Regions from separate parts of the Mus musculus genome. Here regions 2 and 3 are each linked to region 1. A link is a contact called in public Hi-C data. All regions are on one chromosome and are shown on one strand. Each heading gives the region's core, a stretch centred on a gene start, on an enhancer-like site or on the middle of the called end of the contact. The rest is flanking DNA. Distances are from core to core; before and after follow the strand shown. Region 1 holds the start of Pak7 (p21 (RAC1) activated kinase 7). Region 2 overlaps Pak7 (p21 (RAC1) activated kinase 7). Region 3 overlaps Pak7 (p21 (RAC1) activated kinase 7).

What was found. A called contact is a pair of places that touch in the nucleus more often than the background predicts.
Region 2: a Hi-C map of cerebellar granule neurons shows a contact between it and region 1, with 2.3 times the contacts expected there. The contact joins the enhancer-like site here to the promoter of Pak7 in region 1. A contact is called at or near these places in 3 of 39 promoter capture datasets (3T3-L1-derived adipocytes, hippocampal neurons and trophoblast stem cells), 9 of 484 Hi-C or Micro-C datasets (brain, cerebellar granule neurons, cerebellum and 6 more), 1 of 115 datasets of contacts at active chromatin or transcription factors (neural progenitor cells) and 1 of 9 other capture datasets (pancreatic islet).
Region 3: a Hi-C map of cerebellar granule neurons shows a contact between it and region 1, with 2.2 times the contacts expected there. The contact joins the enhancer-like site here to the promoter of Pak7 in region 1. A contact is called at or near these places in 4 of 39 promoter capture datasets (the 3T3-L1 cell line, 3T3-L1-derived adipocytes, hippocampal neurons and 1 more), 2 of 484 Hi-C or Micro-C datasets (cerebellar granule neurons and cortical neurons) and 1 of 9 other capture datasets (pancreatic islet).

Annotation. Positions count from the first base shown.
Region 1 is chr2:136,385,198-136,389,628 of GRCm38.p6, forward strand. Pak7 (p21 (RAC1) activated kinase 7) reads right to left here and starts at 2,770. Exons shown (of 10, transcript NM_172858.2): 1 at 2,457-2,770.
Region 2 is chr2:136,299,506-136,303,944 of GRCm38.p6, forward strand. The region is part of intron 1 of Pak7 (p21 (RAC1) activated kinase 7); the gene reads right to left. Among named protein-coding and RNA genes, the nearest start is that of Pak7, 86 kb to the right of the region's middle. Within about 2 kb of position 2,091, at least 9 of the 459 cell types and tissues checked have an H3K27ac peak or open chromatin away from gene starts, as enhancers often do. A contact at or near this core is called in cerebellar granule neurons, cerebellum and olfactory sensory neurons, where this site is marked.
Region 3 is chr2:136,279,929-136,283,803 of GRCm38.p6, forward strand. All of the region lies in intron 1 of Pak7 (p21 (RAC1) activated kinase 7), which reads right to left. Among named protein-coding and RNA genes, the nearest start is that of Gm39942, 100 kb to the left of the region's middle. Within about 2 kb of position 2,308, at least 2 of the 459 cell types and tissues checked have an H3K27ac peak or open chromatin away from gene starts, as enhancers often do. A contact at or near this core is called in cerebellar granule neurons, where this site is marked.

The DNA.
Region 1 (4,431 bases), core at 1,520-4,019:
ACAAAATTCAGATAAGTTAGTTACATTAAATATCCCATGCCAGCAGGGTTTTTGAACCCATACTATTCTTCATATTCTGAAACTTGATGGCATAGTATTGATCCTATCATTGTTATTAGAAAAGTTAGTAAAGTAAGTTAAATTTTCTCTCCCCTAAACTCAATGACAACCCTGAACTTGTCCATGTGACCTACTTTACAAGTCTGATCTTTGCAGTTGTAATTGAATTAAGACAAGGCTATAGTTAGCTCTAAATGATATAGGAACAGTGTCCTTACATAAAGACTGAAACATGGACAGGAGAACAGACACAGAGAGGAGAACACATGGACATGAAGGTAGAAACAGAATAACGTGATTGGGGTAAGGTATGTCTAAGACTATAAGAATCACCTTCTCCTAAGAGCATCAGAGGATTGCCATGCTAACACTGAGATATTAGACAGAAAATACCCAGATCTGCATCAATAAATTTCTACTTCTTTAAGCTACCAAGTTGGGGGTGTATGGCTATGTCAGTGCTAAGAAATAAAACAATTTGGAGTATTTCAGTAAAAGTAAATTGAATTTGACTTGCATAGCAAATACATATAACATGGGTTCCAAACACATACATGTCCTTCTCAAAGAGATTTCCCCATGCCCAGTTTCTTTGTATTATTATTAATGTCTACATCTATCCATTTATGTGGGCTTTGCTTTGTGAATCACAAGTCTTTGTTGCTGATACATTAAATCACTTCCACAAAATCCCACACCTAAATACGGAGGAACCAGAGTTCAAATTTAGCTTTATCTCATCACTAAAATGACACTGTATTCCAGAACATCTGTCTCTGGTGCCTGTCCATTGCAGCATATTCTGAGGATGTAGGAAAGGCATTGGCAACCTCGGCTTTCAATGCCTACAATCAAAACTCACGTTTGTTAATTAAATGATAAGTTGCAAGGACTGAGTACAATCAATCTCTTATTCACAGAGGAACACGAAGTTTATTCTACTACAAGTATTGTCAATGAACTTGCCATTAGCTTCTACAGCTTTCATTAGAAGTTCTGCTTTGCACACGTGTATTCAAAGTCAAGGTGTTATCAGATTGGACACTTATAGCTTTACTCTACTTAAATTCATTTCCCTCCTGCAGTCTCTGTTTCATTATCACAATACTGACTCATTCTTGCCACCTAAGGAGATCATAAGAATAAATAGTGTAAGTGCAGAGGAAAGTATCTAAACTTCATATTCACAGACAGATGCCCAGCCTGAAAAGATAAAACAGGGGATGAAGGTGTGTTCTAAATTTACCTTTCCTCCCTCTCAGGGGGCTATGCTGCTAATCATAACAGATACAACTGTAAGGTGTCACATCTGTTGTTGCAGAATGTCAACTTTAAGAAGGCTTGTGTAGGAGGGACTTCTTCAGGGAGTAATGTGTCCATCTGTAAATTAAAGATGCTGCCTTTACACCAAATGCCACAAGAGGGTCTCTGATGTTTTGTGAAGTACCTATTTCCCCAGAAGTGTATCCAGTTTTCCAAGTCGTTATCAATTATTGGCCAAGACATTTTTTTCTTTACTACTCTAATATTTAAAAGATCTGTTCAGTTCTTTGAAAGGTTAGGGCTCCCTTAATTGAGATATGAATGCTGGCAAATTAACTTCTACCCTATCACAATGGAAAGCTCCAGACACACTCGGTTTCAAAACGGATGCTCACATTTGTGCCCTAAACTGGACACTTGACAGTCCTGAGACTTTCCAAGTTTATCCTCTAGGAGACTGACATTGTACAGAATTTTAACCAGAGTTTGGAAGTGATATTCTCTTCCACATTCTGTCCACCAATGTTCACAAGCAGAAGTTCTTTCCCAATCCATTGCAACCCACTAAGCGAACAGAGACAAACAACAAAGGAAAACACAGTCCCATAAAGGTTCCGCTATTGCATCTGGTGGTCCACACCTGCTAAAAGACAAAAACCATATGGGAACCCTGCCCTGGCAATGCATCCAGCACTCCCTGGGAGCAGCAGGCACTGTCGTATCACCGGCAGGGCGTGCGCGAGTGCATACACAAAGAACTGCTGCTGGGCTTGCTAGCCTTTCGGGGTACCAGCAGACTCCTAGAGCTGGCATCCAGGGTGATCTCCTACGCCCTCCATCCTAGCATAAGAGCGCTATCCTTTATTTGACCGGTGAAGAGCCCAAGCTGGATGATATCGCAAAGATTGGGGGTTGGGGAGTGGGCGGACCCTGGATCCCTTGCCCATTCTCAGAGGTCCCCAGCCTTTGGCATCTCCTAGGAGATGCACAATCAATTGTGCTGTCATAGAGGTCTCCTTTCGCATCCTCTCTAGGCAAAGCCAGATGCCCGGTGTAGCAACCGTGCGCATCTTGGCAAGCGCCCCTTCTGGAGCCGCTACCCATAAGCCGACCTGCCCGGTGCTCCTGCCTACCTGGTGGCTGGCTGTCAGCAGAGAAGTCGCGGTACCTCATCTGCTTCTCCGCTGCTGCTACATCTGTTATATCGCTCCAAGCGCCATGTTCCTGCTCTCCACGGGCGCACGCCAGGGAACTACTACGGCTGGGAAGGGGCAAGGGGGGCGGGGGCTAGAGGAGGGGGTGGGGGCAGAGTCAAAGCTTTTTACTCTCCTCCCAAACCTCTCCCAGCTACTGAGCATGCCCAAGCCGCCTGGCTTCGCCCCTAGGAGGACTGTCCGCTGAGACCACTCAGCTGCTCCGGGTTTTAGGAGCAGCCCGCTGTAGGAAAGCTGTAGCAATTGAGGGGGGTGAAAGGGGGAGTGTGGAGGGAGTGTCTGCACGCCCGAGCTGGAGAAAACAGCCAATCGGATCACACTTTCCTTCTACCATCCCCCTGCGGGCTACTCCCGCATACCCCTCCCTGAACATCCCAGTTTGTCCAAATTTTCTATAGGACCTTTGCAAAGCCGCACTACATCAGTATGCTAGCTAGTCTCTTTAGCATCACCTGGTCCTGTGCTTCGCAAACTTTAATGAGCCTTTGATTTAAAATACAGATTTGGATTCAACTGCCTGGTCCTGAAAGTCCCCGTGCCATTCGGCTGGTCCTCTGAAAGGTCAGGAGGTGCAAGAATCCAGAAACATCTTCTATAACCTCTAATTGGTCATGGAGTCTTTAATCAGCAATGGACTTATCAGCCTAAGGAGTTACCTTCAGCTTTTGATGATAGCAGCGGTTCAAGGGAGGATGTCCCCTGGGATGTCATGCCTTTCCTGGAAAGAGGCTTTGTAGGGCACACACTGAAGACAGCATAAAACCATTAGTTTGATCTAGAATTAGGAGTTTCGGAGACGATGGGCTCTTGGATCAATTCACAATCGCTTTGATACTTGAGACTAGGAAACTCGTGCTCAGTCAGTTGACCTGTTGTTGACCTGTTGTCCAATTCAAGCCTGAACCAGTCTATCCTGACTGTCTACCTGTCTTCTCTGAGCCTGGGACAAAACCTGAGAGGTTCGATGTAATGTCAAGGCTGGGCTTGACAGTTGAGACTGACTGGTCTTTTGAGAGCAAAAGACCACAGGAGGTATCGGTAATATTGAGATTAGTCACTGCCCACATGAAACCAATCAATTCACAAAACCAACCAAGAGACTTTAATCTTGGTTTTGAGAGAGCCACATCCTTCTTCATCCTCAGAGATCTCTAGATTGTCCTTATGAGAATATAGTGTCTGATCCTATAACTGAATAAGTCGGTTATAAAACAGGGCCAGTTTGCTAGTGAATAGTAGATGCTTATCATCTCCTGTCCCCGTGGCTTATCTGTTCACACACTACTTTCACTGAAGTAACTTATATATCAAAACAGAATCATGGCAGGAGCTGGTGCTAAAGATATTGCCACAGCTGTTAAGAACTCATGTTGCCCATCCAGAGGTCCCAGGTTCAGTTGTATAGGGTGGGTCCGAGCTGTACGTGACTCTGACTCCAGTGGATCTCACACACTCCTCTGGTATCAGTGGTGCCTTTTTCCACCTGGTACACAAAGAAGCATCCAGACACATATATACACATAAAAATAAATCTTTAAAAAATAGATCACAGAACAGATAGATGGTCACTGTTCTCCACTGATGTTTCTAAGTGTGAAGGACATATGTATCTTGGCCTATCAAATCCTATTTTTCCCATTCATATGACTAAAGTCAATAAATTTATCAATGCTTGAAACTGCTCAAATAGCCCTACCTCACCTCTCACCAACTGGATTGCTGTCCCATGGCCATTGGCATAATATTTTCTATTCTTTACTTTCCCCTATGTGGACTTGGACAGATGCAAATGACAGGAAATATTTTATTAAGATGAAGTTTACTTGTAGTTTTAGTATCAATAAAAAGTGCACACACTGCCAAAGTGAACTATATAATCTGAATAATATAATTT
Region 2 (4,439 bases), core at 841-3,340, 86 kb before region 1:
TGCTTGAAAATAAAATGCTCAATTCAGATGGTTTCTGGGGCTTCATACAGCTCAGACTTCTTCAATCGAAACATAAAATCTTGGCCCTAGAATGTTGAAATATCTTCCCTGCCAGCTTAGACCTTTTCTGTCATAGATTATACTCCTAAACCCTGCCCCACAATTGACCTCTAGAAATTATTTTATTATTATTATTATTAATTATTATTATTAAAATGTCTTGGGCAACCATAGTTGTCACAGTTAGGTTTATTGTCAACTTGACACAATCTAGACTCACCTGAGTGGAGAGTCTCAACAAGGTATTATCTCCTTCAGACTCTTCTGTGGGGAATTCTCTTTACTATATTAGTAACATGAGAAAAACGCCCACTATGGGTGGGACCATCCCCTGGATTTGGAATCCTAAACTAGATAAAAGAAGAAGGATGAGGGTGGAGAATGCACTTAGTGTGCATGCATTTGTTCTTTCTCTCTTCTTGACTATGAATATGACTAGCTGTTTCAAGTTCCTGAAGTCTTGACTTTTGGACTATGCTCTTAAACTCTGAGCTGAAATAAACCTTATCTCTCATAAGTTACCTTTGTCAGAGTGTTTTGGCCACAGAAGCTAGAAATAAAATTAAGACAAAAATTGTGATAAACCGAACTATGTATTTCTTATGCCACTTGAATTGTTTTGTGGCTGGAATTGTTTTGTGGATATATTGCCAAGAAATACTATGTTTGAAGCAAAGCTTAATGGGCTCTTCTAGTGGAGACCATAAGAAATGTGTATGATGAAGGCCCAGCTAATAAGGCTTCAGAGGGTAATAAGGACTCTATCAGTAATTGGACTAGGGGCCACTAGTGTAAAACTTTGTACAAGAACCTAGCTGTATTCTGCTTATGTCCTGAGAGTTTGAGTGATATTATATTTGAAAGAGATGTACTGATTTGTAACTTTGAAAGATATATATTGATTTGTTTGACTGGAGAAATTTCAAGGTGAGGCAGTATTCAGGATGGTGCTAAAGAGGCAGCTATAGTTGGTAAAATGATCAGTCCTGTAGTAGAGAACTCACATGTCTATGTGACAGTAGAGGGATTACTTAAGGAGAAGACCCCACCCATTTCAGGCAACATATTGTGATTATCTAAATTCATTTAAAGGAAGAAAGCCTAGGGTGAAAGGATTCCCTGATTCTTGAAAGCAATTGCCTTGGAAAGTATTTCCTTAGGGTCAACATACAGAAGTGGATATAGCTGTGGTCCAAGAGAACTTGGCTACATCTCCAGTTAGCAAAGCTCTGTGGTCTTATAAATTTTGTCCATGTGGAACCCAAGATTGATGAGTTCGTGGAAAACATCTAAGACCAGTCACTGTGTACCAAAATTTGAATTCCTATAGAGAAGTCCTGAGTGACCCCTGGAGTGGAGAAGCCAGAAAAGTGAAGATGCCAGGGCCACAGGACACAGGTATGGAGTGGTCTTGCAGTATACAAGAAAAAGAAACCAATTCCACTTACATGTTATTCCTACAGTACCTGTAGGAATTTAAGCATGTCTATCATGGTTAACAGTAAGAGAAATGATCTATAGCCTTCATTCTCCTGAAAAATCATGGCAAATTGCTTAACATCTCTTATCCTTAAAGTTTTCACCTATCAATTGAGGATTGGTACCACATGATGGTCTTCAGGGGACATAATAGGGGAACTAGTTGAAACTTAAGGGGCTTTAAACAAAATCCATTCTTCACTAGTTTCTATTAGTAACAATAAATGGAATCTCAGTAAACAAGCAGAAAAAACTACCCTCCCTCTTTTCTTTCTCTAATTCAGGACTTTGCAAACCATTGATATTGACAAGTTGTTACTTAGGGTCCCTGTATTTTGTTCTCACTTTAAATCCTACCTTAGAAAGATGTAAAGAGACATTGGAGACCAGCAATGGTCCTACCACATGCACAACTTCTTAAAGCATAAGGCATGGAAAGCTGAATAAAGCAATGTATTTTCTGTTCTCTATCACTCAAAGACAGCCAGTGCCACATAGAGTTGACCTTCTTAGGAAAGAGTCTAAAAAGGATCCTCCCCCACCCACATGCTACTGTGAATCTGTTCACAGCAAGGGAACCAGCAGACAGATGGCACAATACATGCTAGGTGCCAAGTGTACAGTATTTCTTTCATGGAAAAGCCAAATCAATTGGAAGGAAAATCATCTTACTCTTATTATTGCCTCTGTAGCAAAGGTTACTATTGAAACTCAGGAAGATGCATTCAAAAATAAAAACAAAAGTGGTGTTGTTCTATTGAGTCAGTCGATAGATGTAGATTTTAATTTTTTTAAATCTTGTGTGGTAAAGGCATCCAGATATCCCATAAATAAATTACACACATTGATGATGATTCTCCCAGATAAACTCTCAGACAGGTCTTTAACTTAAGCAAATAGATCAAGTTCTGCTTAAACAGACGACTTTTCCCAAAGCACTTGCTGTTACACAGGTTGTCTCTCATTTCTGTTGTTTGTTTTAGAGTGCTGCTCTTTAAAACACGCAGTTCTCTCTCTCTCTCTCTCTCTCTCTCTCCCTCTCCCTCTCCCTCTCCCTCTCCCTCTCCCTCTCCCTCTCCCTCTCCCTCTCCCTCTCCCTCTCCCTCTCCCTCTCCCTCTCCCTCTCTCTCTCTCTCTCTCTCTCTCTCTCTCATGTGCGTACACACAGGTGGGTCTATCATGAAATGGTATGTTCTTGATTTATCTCTATACCTGGTTTCTGAATGGTACATCTTTAACAGCATCCCAAGGTACATCTTTGGGTGTATTCACCATAATAAAACATTCTTCAAATGTAGAGCACTATGCAAGTGTGAGAAAAGGAGAATTTACAGTGAAGCTCTCACTTAGTCACTCCTTGCTAGGATGTCCCAGTGGGGATTCTGGCCCTGCCAAGAACAGACTTCATTATAAACTCGATGTTGAGATTCATCAGCAGGAAGATGACCTAGAAACTTCTTATCTAAGTCTCTTAACACCTGGTATGCCTTGATTTTTTACATGCAATTAACCTGGAAATTATGTATTTATGGCATACATTCTGTTGGGGAATTGACTTTAGCTAAGTAAGTGCCCTAATATGTGTGGCTGATGAAGTATACAGATTCCAAAGACATATATTTGGCTGATTTTGAGGCAGGAAAGCATAGGACATAGCTTAGCAATCAGTGATTCTACTTGGCTTAGGTTATGCACACATCTGTCTCCTAATAATGTACTTAGCAACCTGGGACACCCAACTTATATTGATCTCCATATATACCCTACTTCTGAATGATGGAGTAAGTTACTCTCCTTGCCTCTTTGATAATGCTCCATTTTCATTTAAACATACTTAAGAACTATATCCAATCAGCCCATCTGTCTTGTCTTGGTTTTAGACACATGAACAGTAAGGTTGTAACCTCTAAGTGAACTTTTAAGGGTTTACAACATTATGTTTATGCGATCACATACATCGTGGGAAGGGAGATACAAAATAGAAAAAAAAAAACCCTACTATTGAAATCTGCCAATCAAAGTAGAGAAATTTCCATATTCTTCCCTGGTAACAACAAAACTCCTCCCTGTCTTGGACTCCACAAAGAAAGACATGGATGGAAATTTGGAGCCCTATTCTTAACTCAAACTCCCACTGTCACTCTTGACAGTGTATCTGACCCATACTGTCAGTTTGATTTTGAATAAAGTCTCCTTGCTAATTTGTAATCTGTGTGTACCTTTACATTAACTCTCTGAGTATGACAAGAAGAGTCTGGAACGACCCAGACTAGACACCAACTTCCTGTAACAGTTTTATCTGAACCATCTCTAGTTACACTTGGAGATAGTGCTGGCTAGCTCTTCCTAAGCAAAAGTGTGTTCTAGTACAAAAGAATGGGGTTTTACGGAGCCTCCTTAGAGGTTCCAGGACCCCTCAGGGCTGCAGTTCAGATGCTTTGACTGGGTTTATTTGGATCCCTGTTAGATAAGGTCCTTAAGGTCGTTCTTTGCTTTCCTATTATTCACAATTGGAAGTTTTGGTTTCTATGCTGCTATGTGTGAGGACTCTTGGGGAATGGGCTGTTTAGTTTCCCTGTGGATGAGCCGTGTAGAAACTTTCAGCATCAGGTAAACAAGATTAAAAGAGGAATCAGCCCTGTTCTCTTCCGAAGCCAGGTTTTCAGAGTATTTTTCTTTAGCATTCGATTCAACTGAAGGAATTTCTGGGCAAAAGTGAGAAGCCCATACTTTACAAAGCCAATGATGAGACATCATTAATTATGTGACAGTTGGCTTATTCATTCCATTTCTTCTCTCAATTTCAGCATTTAATTGAAAGCTGTTGGTACCAAGTTATTTGTTATTAGACTGCTATCATTATGTCAAGGGCACCAAATGATACATTTGTCTTTGTATGC
Region 3 (3,875 bases), core at 1,058-3,557, 110 kb before region 1:
TGCCATCCATTCCAGATCCGATCTGGAGTACTCACTGAAGATTGTTCTAGCTCTTCTTTGCATAATATTTTTGCTCTTATTTAACCAGCCCCCCCCCCCTCTCTCCCTCTCTCACACACACACACACACACACACACACACACACACCAATGAACTAGGACAAATAATGTACGTACATAGCAGAAATAATTTATTTTGAAAAAAGTCAGATATTTTGAGACATATGCAAAAAAATCACACTTTACCAATTTCTATTTCGATTAAAATCATTTACAACTCTCTTAAAATATGGGTTTGTTTTCTAAAGCTGTTGCAAAGACTGTCCAGTTGGTTTACTTCTCTGCACTTTAAAATGATTGGATTTAACCTTGATTTATTTGAATTTTATGGTAAACAATTGTCTGATAAAACTGTCAACTCCAAAGCAAATTCTGTGTGGTAAATGATCCTTGGGAAGAACAGCAGGATTTGCTATCAGTAAAATCTTGTCTAAATAAGACATCCTAGGAAGAGGGTCCTAAAAGGCCCTAATGCTTTATTTGGATAATTCAAAATTGGCTAAAATACAAGTAGACATAATTACTTTTAGTCTTGTGATATCCTTTTTTCTGTATGAGTAACTGAGTCATGTAGGTATGACATATAACAAAAGACAATTTGACGTGTTTTACAAACGTAAAACTTTTGATTCAGTTCTGAACTAGAAAGACACTAGAAAGTATCTGACTTAATAGAAGGTCATGATGCCAATTGACTTCAATGTGAGCATGTCTCCGCTTCAGTAAGGGGTTGGCTCAGGCTCCTTCTTGTACTAGCTGAATCACCTGATGTGGTGGATTATTCCCTTGTTCATTGACTTATTCAAAAAATGAAGACAAGGTGTGACTTTCTGGAATATGTAGTGGTTTATGGGATAAAATGGAAGTGACCACTGGCCTTTGGGAAATAAAAAAGGGTAAGTTAGCTCATGTTTTCAGTAGTATATATAAATTAGTCCACATAGCCTTTTAATCAATGAATTTAGATCCCCCAAAAAAAGAAGGAGGAGGAAGAGGAGGAGGAAGAAAATGAAGGAAGGAAGGAAGAAAGGAAGGAAGGAAGGGAGGGAGGGAGGAAGGAAGGAAGGAAGGAAGAAACAAGCAAAAGAAAGAAAGAAAGAAAGAAAGAAAGAAAGAAAGAAGGAAGAAAGAAAGGAAGAAAGAAAGGAAGAAAGGAAGAAACAAGCAAACAAGCCAGTGACTTATCAATCAAGAACAAAAAAATTAATAAGTCCCAGCTAGGTAGTGGGGATTTAAAATAAAATAAGAAATGAATAGAAAGGAAAAAAGTCACAGCTCACCTATGTGAGGACATAGATATCTCTGTGGTTGTAGTGTCTGTGTGTGAACAGAAAATTCCTTTCTCATAGATTCTCCGAAAATCTGAGTTTTCAATATTGGATACACAGAACTTTGTGCATTATATTTTTGGAAGCACAAAAAGTCATTAAAATGATGACTCAGATATAAACATGTAGGTTAAGTTATTAAAATTTTCAAAATTCAGCCAGGCGTGGTGGTGCACACCTTTAATCCCAGCACTCAGGAGGCAGAGGCAGGCGGATTTCTGAGTTCGAGGCCAGCCTGGTCTACAAAGTGAGTTCCAGGACAGCCAGGGCTGTACAGAGAAACCCTGTCTCGAAAATCCAAAACCAAAACCAAAACCAAAACCAAAAAAAAAAAAAAAAAACAAAAAGAATTCAAAATTCTACCTTACATAAAACAGAGCCAAGCTACTCCATCAACTGTATAGCCCACACAGTTACAGCCACCCCTTGCCTGTCTTCTCCCACTGATGGATAGCCACACCTGGGCAGATGGGTTTTAAGGGGTTTGGCCAGCATAGGTCTCTCTAAGTCTGAAATCTGATAATGTCTGCTGCATCAGGTACCTTTTACCCCATCCTCTTTAGTTTGCAGAGATGCAATATTGAGAATGGAGGACTTGATATATGATATCTGTGCTATTATGTGGAATAAAATGTTTAGTAATCGTAAAAGATGTTAAATCCAGTGACTTGAAGTTTTCTAACAACCTGGAGGCTTTGGGGAGAAGGGCGAAAACAAAAATGGCTTCACATAATCAACCTAACACTTCGTTTATGTTTTTCAACTGTTGTTTTCATGAAGGTACAACCTTTCTAAATGAAATTACTACAGAGCATCCTTCTCAAAATACATATTCTGCACCATACAGCCACTCTCACTGTACTCCCCAATGTGGCTATGTTAGCCTTCTCAGATGCTGTGTTCCCCAGCTCACCTGGAAGCATTCCCCTGCCAGGAGGTTCACAAAGGGTTTCATGACCAGGTTTGGCAGTGTAAAAGCCCAGCAGACAGCAGGCTGGCAGGGGCAGTTTTCTTTTTTTTTTTTTTCCATTTTTTATTAGGTATTTGCAGGGGCAGTTTTCTATGCTTCTCCTCTGAGGATCTGTAAACAACATCACATTTGCTTCCCAGCTACTCAACTCATCTGCCCCTCTGTGATCTTCCTCTCTGCGTACAATGAAATATTTATAACCAGAACCCAGCATCCTGTCATCTTTCCTCTCTGATTGAAGGAGGTGTGCTATACTTTCAGGAAAGAGGGAGAGAGAGGCAGAGAGAGAGAGACAGAGAGACAGAGACAGAGACAGAGACAGAGAAAGAAACACCACAGAAACACTAACCATTTCACTAAATAACTTTGGAGTGGGGTTGAAAACAAAGTTCACTCAGATAGGGATTTTCTTTCATTCATAGCTTGGAAACTGTGGCATATGGGTACACGTTTTGTTTTTGTCATAATTATTTGTGCACCTGCAGAGCAAAACCTCTCCAGGGAAACTTCTCAGAGCCCACACTGCACCTGGATTACCTCAAATTTGCACCAAGAACTATTTTCTGTTTTTGTTTTCATGAAATAATGAAGGTCTTTTTTTTTAAGGCACATTCACCTTTTTCTACAGAATAACCCCCTGCTTGGACATTTGTCCTCTTCATTCCTCTGGGACAGTAGAAGGATTATGTTTTTTCAAGGGCTAGGAACTGCATATTCTCATGTAAACATTCTTTTTATCTTGCAGAACACTAACAATAGGGATTTTTGGAGTAATATTCTTTATACAGAGAATCCAAATGATCAGGTTTGAATCAACTTTTTCTTCTGGTCTGGTGGAAGAGCACTAACGTTTTTGTGTACTGGGTGCCCCATGTTTCAGGTCCATTGAGCTGAACTTGATTTTTTTTTAACTTTTCTGGCTGCACTCTTCTGGATGTGGACTTCCTCAATATAAACCCAAGGTAATGTCAGCACTCATATATTTCAGAGAACTAAGTGATATTGTGTATGTATAAGATCATCTAAAGTGCCATACAATATTAGGTTTATAAAGGTATTTTAATTCTTAAGTGTTTCATGCTTAGTAATTTAAGTTTATCTGACATAGAAAATGGAAATTGGTTCCCTCAAAACCTGATGATAATGTCTCTAGAGCCTGAAGATTCTTTCATCACTCATAATAGAAGAGCATGGAGAATAGGTAATATGACCTAGGCTTGCATACCCTGAGACATTGGATAAAGTGAGAGAATGGCGGTATGGAGAGGTAGACAGAGGGAGAGCTATGAAGAGCAGACAGACGGTCATCCAGCAATGTTCATGGTTATCTTTCTGATCATGATCAGACGGGGTTCGACAGCATATCCTGAGGGTTCTTAGATCAGAGGTTCTCAGCCTTCTTAAGACTGAGGTCCTCTAACAGTTATGTTCACGTTGTGGTGAACTCCAACCATAAAATTATTTCTTTGCTACTTCATAACTGTAGTTTTGATACCCTTATGAATTGTAATGTAAATA